Linked DNA regions of Hordeum vulgare: regions 1, 3 and 4 are each linked to region 2. Evidence: chromatin contacts called from public Hi-C and HiChIP or PLAC-seq data. All regions are on one chromosome and are shown on one strand. Each heading gives the region's core, a stretch centred on a gene start, on an enhancer-like site or on the middle of the called end of the contact. The rest is flanking DNA. Distances are from core to core; before and after follow the strand shown.

What was found. Hi-C and Micro-C count contacts between places; a contact is called where the count stands out from the background. HiChIP or PLAC-seq counts read pairs in DNA pulled down with a chosen protein or histone mark.
Region 1: a contact with region 2 is called in an H3K4me3 HiChIP or PLAC-seq map of embryo, with 5 times the contacts expected there. The contact joins the promoter of LOC123442975 here to the promoter of LOC123442966 in region 2. A contact is called at or near these places in 5 of 6 Hi-C or Micro-C datasets (leaf, seedling and an unstated tissue) and 1 of 1 datasets of contacts at active chromatin or transcription factors (embryo).
Region 3: a contact with region 2 is called in a Hi-C map of seedling, with 5 times the contacts expected there. The contact joins the promoter of LOC123442957 here to the promoter of LOC123442966 in region 2. A contact is called at or near these places in 2 of 6 Hi-C or Micro-C datasets (leaf and seedling).
Region 4: a contact with region 2 is called in a Hi-C map of seedling, with 2.8 times the contacts expected there. The contact joins the promoter of LOC123442946 here to the promoter of LOC123442966 in region 2. A contact is called at or near these places in 1 of 6 Hi-C or Micro-C datasets (seedling) and 1 of 1 datasets of contacts at active chromatin or transcription factors (embryo).

The regions. Positions count from the first base shown.
Region 1 is chr1H:433,055,217-433,058,458 of MorexV3_pseudomolecules_assembly, forward strand. It overlaps LOC123442975 (isopentenyl-diphosphate Delta-isomerase I-like), which reads right to left and starts at 1,860. Exons shown (of 6, transcript XM_045119176.1): 1 at 1,473-1,860; 2 at 1,109-1,164. The coding sequence starts at 1,726.
Region 2 is chr1H:432,923,172-432,926,876 of MorexV3_pseudomolecules_assembly, forward strand. LOC123442966 (probable mediator of RNA polymerase II transcription subunit 26b) reads left to right here and starts at 2,193. Exons shown (of 9, transcript XM_045119165.1): 1 at 2,193-3,434; 2 at 3,552-3,620. The coding sequence starts at 2,823.
Region 3 is chr1H:432,712,688-432,716,157 of MorexV3_pseudomolecules_assembly, forward strand. It overlaps LOC123442957 (putative disease resistance protein RGA4), which reads right to left and starts at 1,829. Exons shown (of 1, transcript XM_045119153.1): 1 at 1-1,829. The coding sequence starts at 1,347.
Region 4 is chr1H:432,693,867-432,697,233 of MorexV3_pseudomolecules_assembly, forward strand. It overlaps LOC123442946 (probably inactive leucine-rich repeat receptor-like protein kinase At5g48380), which reads left to right and starts at 1,907. Exons shown (of 3, transcript XM_045119143.1): 1 at 1,907-2,046; 2 at 2,972-3,367. The coding sequence starts at 3,036.

The sequences.
Region 1 (3,242 bases), core at 610-3,109, 130 kb after region 2:
CAGCAAAGCATGCAAATTCTATGTGATGGTAGACAAAATTGCAACTATGCATTTAATTAGCTCCTCCTCATTTCATTCTGCTGTCAATGTGCCTCAAAGTTCCACCGAAAGTTTGTCTTGGCTGGAAAAGTTGTTTGTTTCTCTTCTTCATGAAAAAGAACTTTTTGCATGTTCTTCATCTATATCTATACTACTATATAGTATACAAATAACTTTGAATACAGATCATTTGATAAACTCGGTCCAATGGACGAGAGGTGGCAATTCCGAGTGTTGTTGGACGTCCGATTGCCTCCTTATTACAGCAGATTCCGCGATGTGCACTATCTAGAATTTTCCATGATTATACTCAGTACACCCCAATGGAGAATGTATTTGTCATATGTACAACTACTATCTCCACAATCTTCTCTTCTGTTCTAGATTCTTATATGCATGTCTTGCTCCAACCGTTATCTCCCTTGAAGAAAAAAGTTGTCATTTATGATTACCTTGTGAATTTGTGTTCAAGGTGAAAGACTTATGACCAACTACTTTTAAAGTTTATATATATTGCATAGATAATTTCTCTCTCTCGCACAATTCTACAAGTAAAAATAGTACTGGAAGCCATCATCACCCTATTGGTCAGGATTATATTTTTTGTTGGGGACTGTTTGGAAATTGGAATAGTATGATCCAATGTGATTCCCTAGTACCTAGGCACAAACTCATAGATAAGCCACACTTGAGTACCCATCCAACTACCCAAAGATTCATTGTCGACGGTAATACTACGAAATTTTAGGCAGCTCAATGCCTGTTGTCAAACACGCAATCAGTGGCGGAGCTTCATGGGGGCAACCTGGGCGGTGGCCCCCCCAGCCCAAGAAAAAATCAGGCTAAACCACATAGTTTTTATGTCATACATTCAGTAAAAACAGGCTAAATCACATAGTTTTGCTCCTCCTTAACCCATTGCCCCTCCAAAGATTTGGCTCTCTGCCACTGACACAATGACTATCCAACCAAGTAGTATGAGGATAACATAGCAGTCAGCATATGGATGTTAAAAGCATGCACTACGGAACGCAATCACAAAATAATGAAGAATAAGATTAACACGTACAGTTATACTTAGATTCATGGCCGATGACATTGTCCTGTTCATCGACTAATATGCACCTGCATGGAAATAGACCTCTTCGGTTATACTGAGAGGAGATGAAATGGAAGCGACGATCTATCTCAGTTTAATTTTGGTAGCCAAGTAATCTGAATTTGTCAACATGCTAACAGCTTCAAAGCTAGACAGACAGACAAGGAGAAGAATAATTGCTTATGCTACTCCGCTCCTGGTGAGAGAAGGGGGAATAGCCCTGTTAGAATATTGTTAAAAAAATAACAATATTCCACGAGGAGACAGACAGGCTCAATCCACAGCAGAGCCAGGACAAGTTGACGAGACGGAATTGGGGGACCGGGACACTCACTCGTCGTCGAACATGAGCCGGCGCTGGACGGCGTCCATGTCCGCGTCCGCCTCGGCGTCGACGGCGCCGGCCTTCCCCATCACGACGGCCGTGGCGGCGAAGGAGGCGCGTCCGCGGAAGGCGAGCGCCGGCCTGGGGAGAAGCCCGGAGTGGGAGGGGGAGGAAGAGAGCGCGAGGCGGGACGAGGCGCGGCCGAGGCCGAGCGAGGCGGCGGAGGAGAAGAGCGCGAGGGAGCGCGCCGCCGCGGCCGCCATGGTGGAAAGGTGGAGGGAGATACTCGCGACGGCTGGATTTGGGGGTTAACTGTTAGCGGGTGGCGGGTCACAGGAACACAGAAGAGAAGAGGCCTGCTTCTTCTGTCCAATGCCCCGACCCCGAGTGAGCGAGTCCAACGGAAGTATCGCTAGGAAAAACAAGTCCAAGAGAAGTATGATGGCCTGCGTTTACAGTGCCGGACACATGTTTAGTGGGCGTTGACGAAGCATAACCACGTGTGTGACATTGTGATGATTCGTGTCTTGATGGCGAACCCGTGTTTAGTCGTCACTCAGGAGTACTACTTAGAAAAAAGTCCCGTGCGTTGCAACGGAAGAAAAAAAACTCTTATGCATCTAGCTTAATTAATTGAATTTTTTTAAATGACCTCATATTGAATAAAATACATATAAATGATTTGAATAAACATTAGTCGAAACCCTTAATTTTGTGAACATGTTTTTATATCATATAAAAAATATGCCCGTGCATTTTAACGAGAGAGGGAAAAAAATCTTGCAACGTAACAATTCTAGCACCATGTTGCACAAATATGCTTGTTCGTAGCAAGGGGAAACATAAATATTTCTTTACCTTTACAAACTAAAAAATTCAAATGTTTAAACATTTTATTAAAGTTGGAACATTATTTAAAATTACATTTTGGAACACGAGTTTCTTGAAAAAATAAATTCTCTAGACGCTGGCCCAAAACAGATGCATATATGGACTGCACACTTTACTTTGGGATCTAAAACATGGTTGCATGCCTATGTCTATGAGTATCGGACATGGGCCTATATGCCGTTGCATGTCGAATATCAATGATTCGGGACAATAATTATGTTGATTAAGCTTTGACATAGACCTATACAAACAACGGATAGTAAAGATTTCTAATATATTGATTTACATTGTATCCTATATAGCATATAAAAAATATAAAATAACAACATATTCAAAATCTATACATTTTTCGTCTAAGTATTTTCGCTAGAGGGATCTCTACATAGCGTCTTCTACAGTGTTTTTGCTATAATGTTGGAAACGGTGTGTCCATCCTTCATCCAATGGTTGGCTTTCCACCATTTACAGTGTGTCACTAGATCCCTGCCCACTTCCTAGGTTGCTTTATATATTTTTATATTGTCTTTTATTTTATAGTTCAGTTTTTTCATCTTTTTTCCTCAAGCCTTTAATTCTTACTTTATAGTTTCTGGTTCTTTTTTTTTTTTTTTTTTGCTTTATTTCCATGTTATTCTCCATTCTTTAATTTGTGCTATCTTTTTTTATGTGACAACGTGAGCTTTAACTATGCATCATTCACATCATGAGTCATCGAATCAAATTGTGTTGCAATTCGTGCAAGTTGTTCAACGAACATTGTGCACAACCTGTTTTTATTTTTTAATTTTATTCCTTAACGTTGCTCATGATCCATTGCGGTCTTTTCTAAAGGGCCGTGGTTGCTCATTTGTCTTCTTTCCATCCTTTTCGGTTGCAACATATGAGGAC
Region 2 (3,705 bases), core at 943-3,442:
CCAGAGCGCCGTCGGGGCAACCATCATGACGACGATCTACAACAGCAACTTCCCCGCCGTTAGCACCATCTCTCCTCCTCCTCTATGCAAAAGTGTAAAACCTCTCTTCCCCGCTTTAATCTCTACTTAAACATAGAGCTTAATGCTATATATTATTATCCAATTATGCCCATATGATCGGCCCAGAAGGGATAACCCGATCGCCCGAGGACCCCTTGAACCGAGACTCCCTCAGGAGGGTCGAGCTTGGCTTGGGGGTGTCCTCATGGATAGGGCTCATGCTCCCTTCGTGGGTATAGTGCTTGTTGGTGGTGATCCGATTATCAGTGCGTCAGCGCACAGATCAACGTCAGTGACCACGGACATGGCGTCGCGTGAGCTCGCGTGACCATGGGAACGGGGTTGGCTCGCCGACGCCCGCCAGCAGTCCTAGAGTCGTGTCTCCCCACTTCATCCGGAATTGGCTGGGTACGCATGTGTCGGCGCCGCCTACGGTGGAGGCGTCTATCCAGACTCGGGGACTGATGAGGGGTTGAAAGTTGATGGTGTCCGTCGCTCTTCCTACTGTGGTTGTGTGTGGCGTGATGTGCACAACCTATGGTACAACACGACAAGGATGCCGGGACGGCGGCCCCAGATGGCGGTCTGCGTGGTTGCTCGTCGACGGGCTTCATTGCGGTGGTGGTTGCTATCCCCCGGGTCGTGTGGGCAACATGAGGTGTTGCGGTGGGTAGCTTGGATGTGTCCTCTATTCTGGAGGGGCGACGTTCCGATCTGGGTCTGGGCACCTGGAATCTTCACGCTCCTTTTGGCGGCCTCGTGGTGGCACATGTGAGTTGCCGAGCGAAAGCACCGTGTCTTGGCGCCTACGACGGCGACAACCGTGGGTGTTGTGCTTTTTTTGAAGTCGTCGTTATGGTTCTTCTTTTCGTGTGAGGGCTTCGGGTGAAGACCTCTGTCCGATGTCGACTCAGACAACGGCGACGTTGTGCGTCGTTTTTCCTCTTGAAGGCATTGTCGCAGAGTGTGCTGTGTCGTAGCATGGGGATGTTTAGATCGTCCCGTGCATCGTAATCGCGTGCGTTCTATGCGTGTCAGATATATTAAGATCGACTTTATAAGTGGCCTATTTTATTATTTTTTATCGTTCAAGTATATCGTGTTCGAATGTTGTTTTATTTGTAAAACGGGACGAAAAGCCTGTTTTCGATGAGGAAGTTGGCCCCTCCCCCTCGTCGCAGAGGCTCACAATTGAAGGCCACATATATTCCCGAGAAAGTCCGCGACGCACCGAATTGAGCTAGAGATATCAAGAACCACGTATTCGCCCCGAAAGGAAGCAAGAAACACATGCCACTTGCGCGTCGAGAATCCCTGGCTGGAACAACCGGGAGATACGGTTGCGTGGGCGATTTTGGAAGCAACCGCAGGAGGCGAGGGCGTTAACCGCAACGAGCCACCCCTGCTGTATGTAGCTCGAAAGAGAAAACTACACTGCAGGTAACTGTGGCGTCGTGGACCCGTGGCGGGCTCCAGACCGTTGCTATCGGGAACATATTACGGTCGATTTTCGAAGGGAACATGGACTGAGCTCCCACGATGCCAGTTTTTTCGAGAAAGGAAATACTCCGGGTCAAAACCATTTCATTAAAATTGACACCGTGTGCTAGCACCAGTAGAGTAGAGAACATTTATGCTGGTTGATTTGGATGGTGATGGTGAGACGAGAAGCAAATAAGGCAATCAATGGCGCTGCGCCAAGGATAATGGCGTGAATCATGGGCAGCGATCGAAGCACTTTGAATACCAGTACCAAACTACAGCAGTACGTACGTACTATACTTGTGGTAAACAAAAGTACAAAACCAGGGAAGGGGAGACGGAAGAAAGAGAGTGCGTGTCGACTGGGCGGGGTCAAACCAAGGAGAAGCCAGCCACCACGAGGCCGCCGCGTCGCCCCCCTCCCCTGTGCAGTGCAGGTGCAGCAGAATGAGAATCTAGAGACGAAAGGGAGGGAACGGAGAAAGGAGGAGGGGGGGGGGGGGGCGGTTGCTGCCGTGCCGCTGCGAAAGGAAGACCAGCGAAGCGGTGACGCGACCCGGTTTGTTACCGCGCGTATTTCGGGGCTGCCACCGCCGTAGCTAGCACTGGCAGTAGTACTAGTCGCTCGCTCTTGTTTAGTTAGCTGCGCTCGGGGTCCTCGTGGGCTCGGGTCGCGTAGCGTACCCTGCCATCCGCGTCCCTATCCACCCGCCCCGTCCCAGTCCCCAGCCCCAGCCCCAGCCCCGACCCTACCCTACCCTACCATACCCTTCCTGGTGGCGTCGTTCGCCTCGCCCTGCCTTGCCTTGCCTTGCCTTGCCTTCTCCCCCAGCCGAGCCCAGCCGCACCGTCTTCTTCCTCCCACGCCCACGCCCACGCCCCTGGCCCTACCCTACCTCCCCCCTTCCGCAAGGGCCAGATAGGATTTGGTAAGGTTCTTCTCGCTGCCGCAGCGGGGACTTGGGGGCCAAGCAAGGAAGGGAGAGGGAGAGGGGGGACGTAACCCGACTCGACTCGACTCGGTTTCCTCGATTTGTTTCGGCCCGATTCGTTTCCTGCTGGCCTCGCCCTGTTCGTCGATTTGATTTCCGGCGAATTTCGCTTTCACGATCGCCGGATTCCGGGGGGGCATCCGATTCGCGATCGGACCGGGATTGGGTTCTCGGTCGCGGCGTAGTAATCCCATCTCAATAGGGTAATCGGCGGAGCATCGGTTCCTGTCTGGTGCTCCTAGCTCTTGTTGTTTCTCGTCGTCCGCGGCCCGATCTCCGGGGGGGCGAATGGCCGACGACGGGCTGGACCGGTGGCGCGGCTTCTTCCGGGGCGCCGGCGTCGGCATCTGCGAGGTCATCGAGAAGGCCATCCTCGTCGCCGCCGCCGACGAGCCGCAGGAGTTCCTGCGCCGCCGCGACCGCATAGCCGAGAGGCTCTTCAACGCGCTCCTCGCCCGCCCCTCCTGCCACGGCTGCACCGCCAGCACCGGCTCCGTGCCCCCCGCCACGCCCGCCGTCGCCGAGGACAAGGGCAGCGTGCGCCGCGTCCCCGACAAGGAGTGCAAGGTCGATAGCAGCAGCCTCGGCGCGCCCGGTCGTGGTGGGCTTGGCGGCGGCGGCAGCATCAGCGAAGACGACGACGACTCTGACTCCGACTCCGAGGACGACGAGCGCCTCCGCCGCGCAGCCGCCAGCAACTACGGCCACAACTATGATGACGACAACGACGACGACGAGGAGCAGGACGCGGCCGCACCGGCGGAGGAAGACCACCACGCTGAGGATGACGACCCGGAGGCTGAGGAGCTCGAGGCCCTCACCAACGAGATCGATGAGGAGTCACAGATCCTTGGGGAGGTCCTCCGCATCAAGGAGCTCCTCCTGCACAAGCAAGACCATGTACGTCCACTTACCTGTGCAGTTACTTCTCTCATTCATTGCTGAAGTTGTTATTTGTCAACTCCAGTGAGCACTTAGGGTTGATCTCAATTAATAAAACACAAACGTGTTTTGCAGTCGGATACTACTCTCTTCGACTCGCTGAGGAGGCTGCAGCTGATGCAATTGTCCGTCTCCACTCTTAAGGTACGTACCTATGTTTTGCATACTGCATATGAGGGTTGTTGGTTTTGTTTACTATTTGGTTTGCTTATCTTTGGTGCTGTTCATC
Region 3 (3,470 bases), core at 579-3,078, 210 kb before region 2:
GTCACGCTTAAACCGCCAGTTCTTGGGAAATATGCTGCAGATTGCAAAGCACGGCTGCAGGTGCTCCTGCAGGTTCCGGTAGCACAGCCCCAGCGTTGCGGTTACATTGGCATAGCTTTCCATCTCTGAGATCTTGTTCCAGTAACTGCTACTCCGGGAACCCTTGAGCATCCCGCCGACGACCTTGGCAGCCAATGGCAACCCCTTGAGCTTGTGAACAAGCCGCTGTCCAATTGCCTGCAAGACCGAATCCTTGTCAGCGCTGTCATTGCTGAAAGCAATCCTCGTGAACAGCGACCAAATATCGTCAAATGCCAATCCGTCCAACGTGACCTTCTTTCTGGCATTCAGCAAGGTTGCTACAATCTTTTTCCGGGTGGTGACCATGATCTTACTACCGGGCTTGCCACATCTAAGAGGAGCCAGCACCTCACTCCACTTATCCTCGTCCATGCCCCCTTTGTTCCAGACATTGTCGAGAACCAGCAGGAACCTCTTGGATGATACAGCATCCTTAAGCTGCCTCTGGAGCCAGTCGAAATTGTTCATGCCGTCAGGAAATCCAACCCCAGCAGACTGCAGGATTTGCTTCACTAGCCCGACCTTGTGGTAAGCGGCAGCAGGACACACCCACATCACCAAATCGAACGTCGCCTTCACCGAGTCGTCGTGGAGCAGGACGCGCGCCAGCGCGGTCTTCCCCATCCCGCCGAGCCCTATGATAGCTGCGACGGGGATGGCGGCGGCGCGCGGATCTGCGCGGTGGGGCGGGCTGGCGGTGGTCAGCCAAGAGACCATGTCCTTCCGCTCCGCGTCGCGCCCTAACACCTCGTTGTCCCCCAGCAGCGAGCATGTGTCCGGGCCGTCCCAGGTGGGTGGGTGGCCGCTCAACTCGCCGGACCACGACGCCTCCAGCCCTGCCGCCTGCATCAGCCGGACAGAGCTGTCCTTGATGTCGTCCAGCTTCTTGATGACGCCCTTGAGCCTGTTTAGCGACTCGTCGGTGCCGACGAGCTGCTTGCCGATCTTGACAAGGGGGGAGCGCGGGGGGCCGAGCGACCGGTATTCGAACTCGTCGACGACCTCGTCGGCCTCGTAGACGGCGTCCTTGAGCTGCAGCAGCCACCGGTCGAGGTCACCGCCGCCGCCGCCGCCCCTCGCGCCGCGGCTCCGCTCGACGGCGCCCGCCACGGCGCGGAGCTCCGTGAGGGCCCCGTCGAGCTGCTGGAGCGCATCGGGGACGCCGCCGTTAAGCCACCTGATGCGGTCGGCGGCGCAGGACTTGGCCTTGTCGACGACGATCCGTATTACCGGGCACACCAGCCAGCCGGCCACCGCCTCGGCCATCTCTCCGGGCCGGTCGTCGGGAGCCGAGGCTCGGTGCGTGGAGGGGATTAGGAGGAGTTGACGAGAGGAGGGGTCAGCGGCTGGGTGGAGCCTCCTCTGCGCCGTTCGAGGGGTTTTGGATCGTCAGGCCGTGGAAATTTCGGCCGCCTCGCCATGTGGTTTTCGGGGCTCCTTCTCGCATTGGCGACGCCGACGCCCGACGGGCTCGAAATTTCGCTGGGTCGCGTCGCCTCCGCGTGGGTGAGGGTGGAGTGGTGGACGGAGGGGGCTACAGGAGTCATTCGCCGAGCAATGCTACACTTACGTACGAGTCTACTAAGTCTTACGTTCTTACGTGATTGTGTAGTTGTCAAATTGGGACCGAGAGTTAGTTAGTTTGGAAACTTACATAACATGTTCGTAACTTTTAGTAGATGTAGGATTTTCGGTCATTCGCCTCTCGAATCTACAGATTTCCTACCTGGGCAATACTTTTTCTTTAAGTTCCAGCAATTGCTGGCAATTTCATTGGTAGCAGAAAGAAAATGGAGAATACAAAATGAGGTGATGATCCTAAGATCCGGGTTTAGCTGATCATAGTTTGGTCAGACCCTCTCCAAATATAATACTCCCTCCGTCTCAAAATAAATATCGTAAAATTTGTATTAGATTAGTATAAATTTTATACTAGATCAACGATATTTATTTTAAAACAGAGGGAGTACAAGGTAGATATCTCACGATGATTTTTTTAAAGTGGCTCTTTATGCATCTGGCTCACGCACTCCATTGGTCCATGCAGTTTGTGATTCTGCTTATGATGTCTCTCACACTTGATGATTTTTTGTTGAAGGTGCACTGGTTGGGTTCTTGTCCGATTGCACAAAGTGCGAACAGTCTCATTGTGTTGGTTTCCTTCTTCCATCTCAGGGCCGCCGCCACTTGCGAATTCAGCACGATGGTTGTAGCCGTTTGATGCTGCCATTCTTCTCTAGGTTTTAGTGTGGCGCATTCCTCCCACTACCCGATTGTGTTCCAAACCTCTAGAGATTTTGGGCAGGTCCAGAACAGGTGTTTGCTTGATTCCAAATTACAAACGCATAGCTGATAAAAGTACTCATTGGGTCATCCGCGTCTCTGCAATATATCGTTGCACCACAACTTGTTCTGTAGCATCAGTCATGTCAGTATTTTCATTGGTCCCGGTGTCCAGACATTCTAGATAAGTGACGGACGAATGGTGAGGATGGACGGACGGGACTACGAGAGTCATTCGCCACTTGAATCTATCTATTTTCTAGGTAGGTGACAGGTAATGGCCCCTAGGTATACCAAAGCAGAGAAAATCTGACTCTAAGACATTTGGGGGTCGGCTCGCCTCGTGGCCCGGGGCGACAGGAGGCCCGTGTGATCATCGTGTTGTTGTTCGACTGGCGACAGCCGGCCTGTCCGACTGGCCTCAACGGCAGTCGGACGGTCAGCACCCGTCCCATCAACCCGTACCGGCGTACGACGACAAGACCAGACCCACGATGCGGGGGCACGTGTGGCTACAAGGCGCGTTGACAGGTCCGACGAGGCTACATGGCGTCATGATGCGAGTAGGGCGAGGCTATTGGAAATATGCCCTAGAGACAATAATAAATTAGTTATCATTCTATTTCCTTGTTTGCGATAATCGTTTATTATCCATGCTATAATTGTATTGATTGAAAATTCAAATACTTGTGTGGGTATATAGACAACACACTCTCCCTAGTGAACCTCTAAGGACTAGCTCGTTGATCAAAGATGGTCAAGGTTTGCTGACCATAGACATGAGTTGTCATTTGATAATGAGATAACATCATTAGGAGAATGATGTGATGGACAAGACCCAAACTATGAATGTAGCATGTGATCGTGTCAGTTTATTGCTACTGTTTTCTGCATGTCAAGTATTTGTTTCTATGACCATGAGATCATGCAACTCCCGAGCATCGAAGGAATGTCTTGTGTCTATCAAACATCACAACATAACTGGGTGACTATAAAGATGCTCTACAGGTATCTCCGAAGGTGTCTGTTGGGTTGACGTGAATCGAGAATGGGATTTGTCACTCCGTACGACGGAGGGGTATCTCTAGGGCCCACTCGGTAATACA
Region 4 (3,367 bases), core at 657-3,156, 230 kb before region 2:
GGTGGCCAATGAGAAAACGCATCAGATTGATCTTTAAATAATCATCTTACTTACCCAGAAATCATGTCCATTGTTTTCTTGACAAATTTCAATTATAAATTATCTTTAGGTTTTAAAACAAGATGAAGACAACATGCTTTTTCAAACGATCCTTCTTTTGAAATATTGTACAAACTCAAATGATCATGCATACGCAACCCTAGAAACGTGCACACACTTAATCAACTATTACTACTACTACTATTACTTAAAGTTAACGAAGTCATCACATGCGTGTTGTAATCGACGGGAACTCTGTTTTTCACCGAACGAACATCATTGAAATTTAAAATAAATTCAAAAAAATACAAGTGTGAGATCAAATTACACAAGGAATCCAACCATCTAAGCTAAGTCCAATTCGCCAAATGAGTTTTTTTTAGTGACCGGTACATTATTTGTTCTAAATTGATGTTAAAAATGGAGAGGTATTGACAATTTTATAGCGCAAATTAAGGCGGGATTGAAATTTACCATCTTTCAGTAAGTTTCTGTTGTAATGGTAGGCGTAATACTTCATCGTGGCTTTATTATACTCCTATATAAAATGGGCAACGCTACGCGTTCATCGATGGATTATTTCCAATGATCCGTCACTTTCACAGCCGTTTGATTATCTTCATCCAGCAGATCCGCACGCGGGACTTCGGCCGGGCATTCGGTAATTCTTGAAACGACGCTCGAGTTTCTGAAACAATCGCTTTGTTGTAGTTTTTTTTCTTCGTGCGCGCTTCGGCTGGGCACCCGGTAATTCCTGAGACAACGCTCGAGTTTTTGAAACAATCGTTTTGTTGCAGTTTTTTTCTTTGCGCGCGTTTCGCCTGGGCACCCGATAATTTCTGAGACAATCGCTTTGTTGCAAAAAAAAAATTCCTTCCTCTTTCTGCAATAGTGGCCGTGTTGCAGAAATAATCGCTTTGTTGCAAAAAAATAAATTTTCAATCCATTAATTCCTGAAACAAAGGTCGAGTTTCAGAAACAATCGCTTTGTTACATAATTTTTTCCTTCCTCTTTCTGCAAGAGTGGCCGTGTTGCAAAAACAATCGCTTTGTTGCAAAAAATAAATTTTCAACCTGTTAATTTCTGAAACAAAGGTCGAGTTTCAGAAACAATCGCTTTGTTACATAATTTTTTTCCTTCCTCTTTCTGCAAGAGTGGCCGTGTTGCAGAAACAATCGCTTTGTTGCAAAAAATAAATTTTCAACCTATTAATTCCTGAAACAAAGGTCGAGTTTCAGAAACAATCGCTTTGTTACAGAATTTTTTTCCTTTCTATTTCTGCAACAGTGGCCGTGTTTGCGGAAACAAATTTCCAAAACAATGAACGGGTTGCAGAAACTGTTGGAAAAGATAAGATGGAGAGAGGGATGGGGAAGCGGTGTCGCAGAGCAAACAGAAGAGATGACATTTTTTGTTTTCATTCTGCTGACGGAAATCTTTTCCCGTATAAAATGGGGCGAAAGACCTTTTGGGCTAAACAAACTTTGCCAGCCGTGCGACATACTCCAAATATTAGCAGTCCCTGTCGTGGCCGCGGTAACCCGGAAACCCGAACGCCCTTTGGGCTAGTCTTCCGTGGTCAGTGGTCACGACGGAGAAAGGAGGGACCCGATACCCACCTCCTCCATTCCGAGGTGAGTGACACGGTGGCGCCGTAGCCATTCGTCCGGCCGGCCACCCATCATCAAGAGAGAGCAGACGGGTTGACTGAGGCAGTTGACCAGAAAAGTCCGTGGATCTCCGCGTCCCCCAGTCTCCATACTGCGCGCCCCTCTCGCCCTCGCCGGGCCCACCCGCCCCTCCGGCTGGGCACCCACACGCTTAGAAAAACTCTCTCGCCTCCACTTTCTTTTCCTTTCTTTGACGGGCGGCTCCTCTCCTCTCCGGTCCTCCCTCCCTCCTCCTCTTCCTCCCCCTACCCACAGCTCTTCTCCCCCACCTCCTGCCCCTACTCCCTCTCCCTGGGTCCTCCCGGTTCCCACCTATGCGAGGACGGCGAGCTTCAGGTGACCGATTCTACCTCGCCTCTTCTCTCATATTTTTCTAGATTTTCCGGCCCTTCTTTCCATGCTTTGTTGTGGTGCGAATGATCTTGGGAGCGCGCGAGCTCTCGGTTGGTTGGTGCCTCCGTGTATGCGGGTTCTTGGGGGGGGGGGGGGGGGGCTCCTGCAGTCGCCAGGGAGTTCGTATTCCGGCTAGAAACTCCGGGCAAGAAATCGCTTGCCTCTTTCTTGGCCTGATTGGTGCGGGTTTGTTGCTGGGGAAGCAGCAGCAGCAGCAATGGGTTTGTCCAGTGCTTCTTCTTTCTTCTTTTTTAGTTAAAAAGGATCAAAGAGGGACGGCCCCTGGGAGGGAAATCAGGTAGAAAAATAGCATGCACATATGCGACATATGGATGGTGCGGCGCCATTCCTTTTGGAGATTTTTTTTATTTTTTTTTTGCTGCCCCTTCCCTTAGATTTTCTTCTTTCTGGAAAGTGCGCCTTTTGGCAGTTCGAGCCGTTCGCTTCTCTTGTGAGAAATCCAGATATTTAATAAGAGGAAGCCCGTTGGTTGTTTCTGTAAATAATAACTGTGGTCTCGATTGATGGCTCAGAAGCCAGGAACTGCCCCCGGTTGCAAGTTTCCACTTATGCTTATAGACAATAATGGAAGAACAAGGTTGCGAGTTCTTACTGTTATTGTTAGGGGTGATGGATAATTACCATGCGACCCATTGCACCTATTATTTGGTGCTAATCTTAGCAGAATCTTCGCACCATATGTTATTTGCTATGGCCGTAGTGGGGATCAGTTCCCCACTGATGTCGTCTTTGTGTTATGCTTTTCAGCACTGCAATCAAATCAATCTTTTCGTTCTAGAATATGGTTGCTATCACCAACTGGTATGTGTGTCTCTAATTTTATAAATTCGACTGCGTTTACGTGTAGGTGAAGCTTGAACCTGCAAGTGGTGTTGTCACGGAGGAGAGGTGAAGTTTGGTGCAAGTGCTCAATGGCAAATCATTATGCTCCTCTGAGGGTTATTCTTATACTGTTGTTGGTCTTCACTTGTTTTGCCTCTGAAGCTGATATCCAATGCTTGAAATCTGTTCAGCAGTCAGTGAATGACCCCAACGGTGTACTCAAATCCTCATGGAATTTTGAGAACGTTACTGTTGGTTTCATATGCCGATTTACCGGTGTGGAATGTTGGCACCCGGATGAGGACCGGGTTCTTTCTTTGCGCCTAGGTAACCTTGGTCTCCAGGGTCCATTTCCTCGTGGTCTTCAGAATTGTAGCAGTATGACTGGGCTGGATCTGTCAAACAACAACTTTTCAGGACT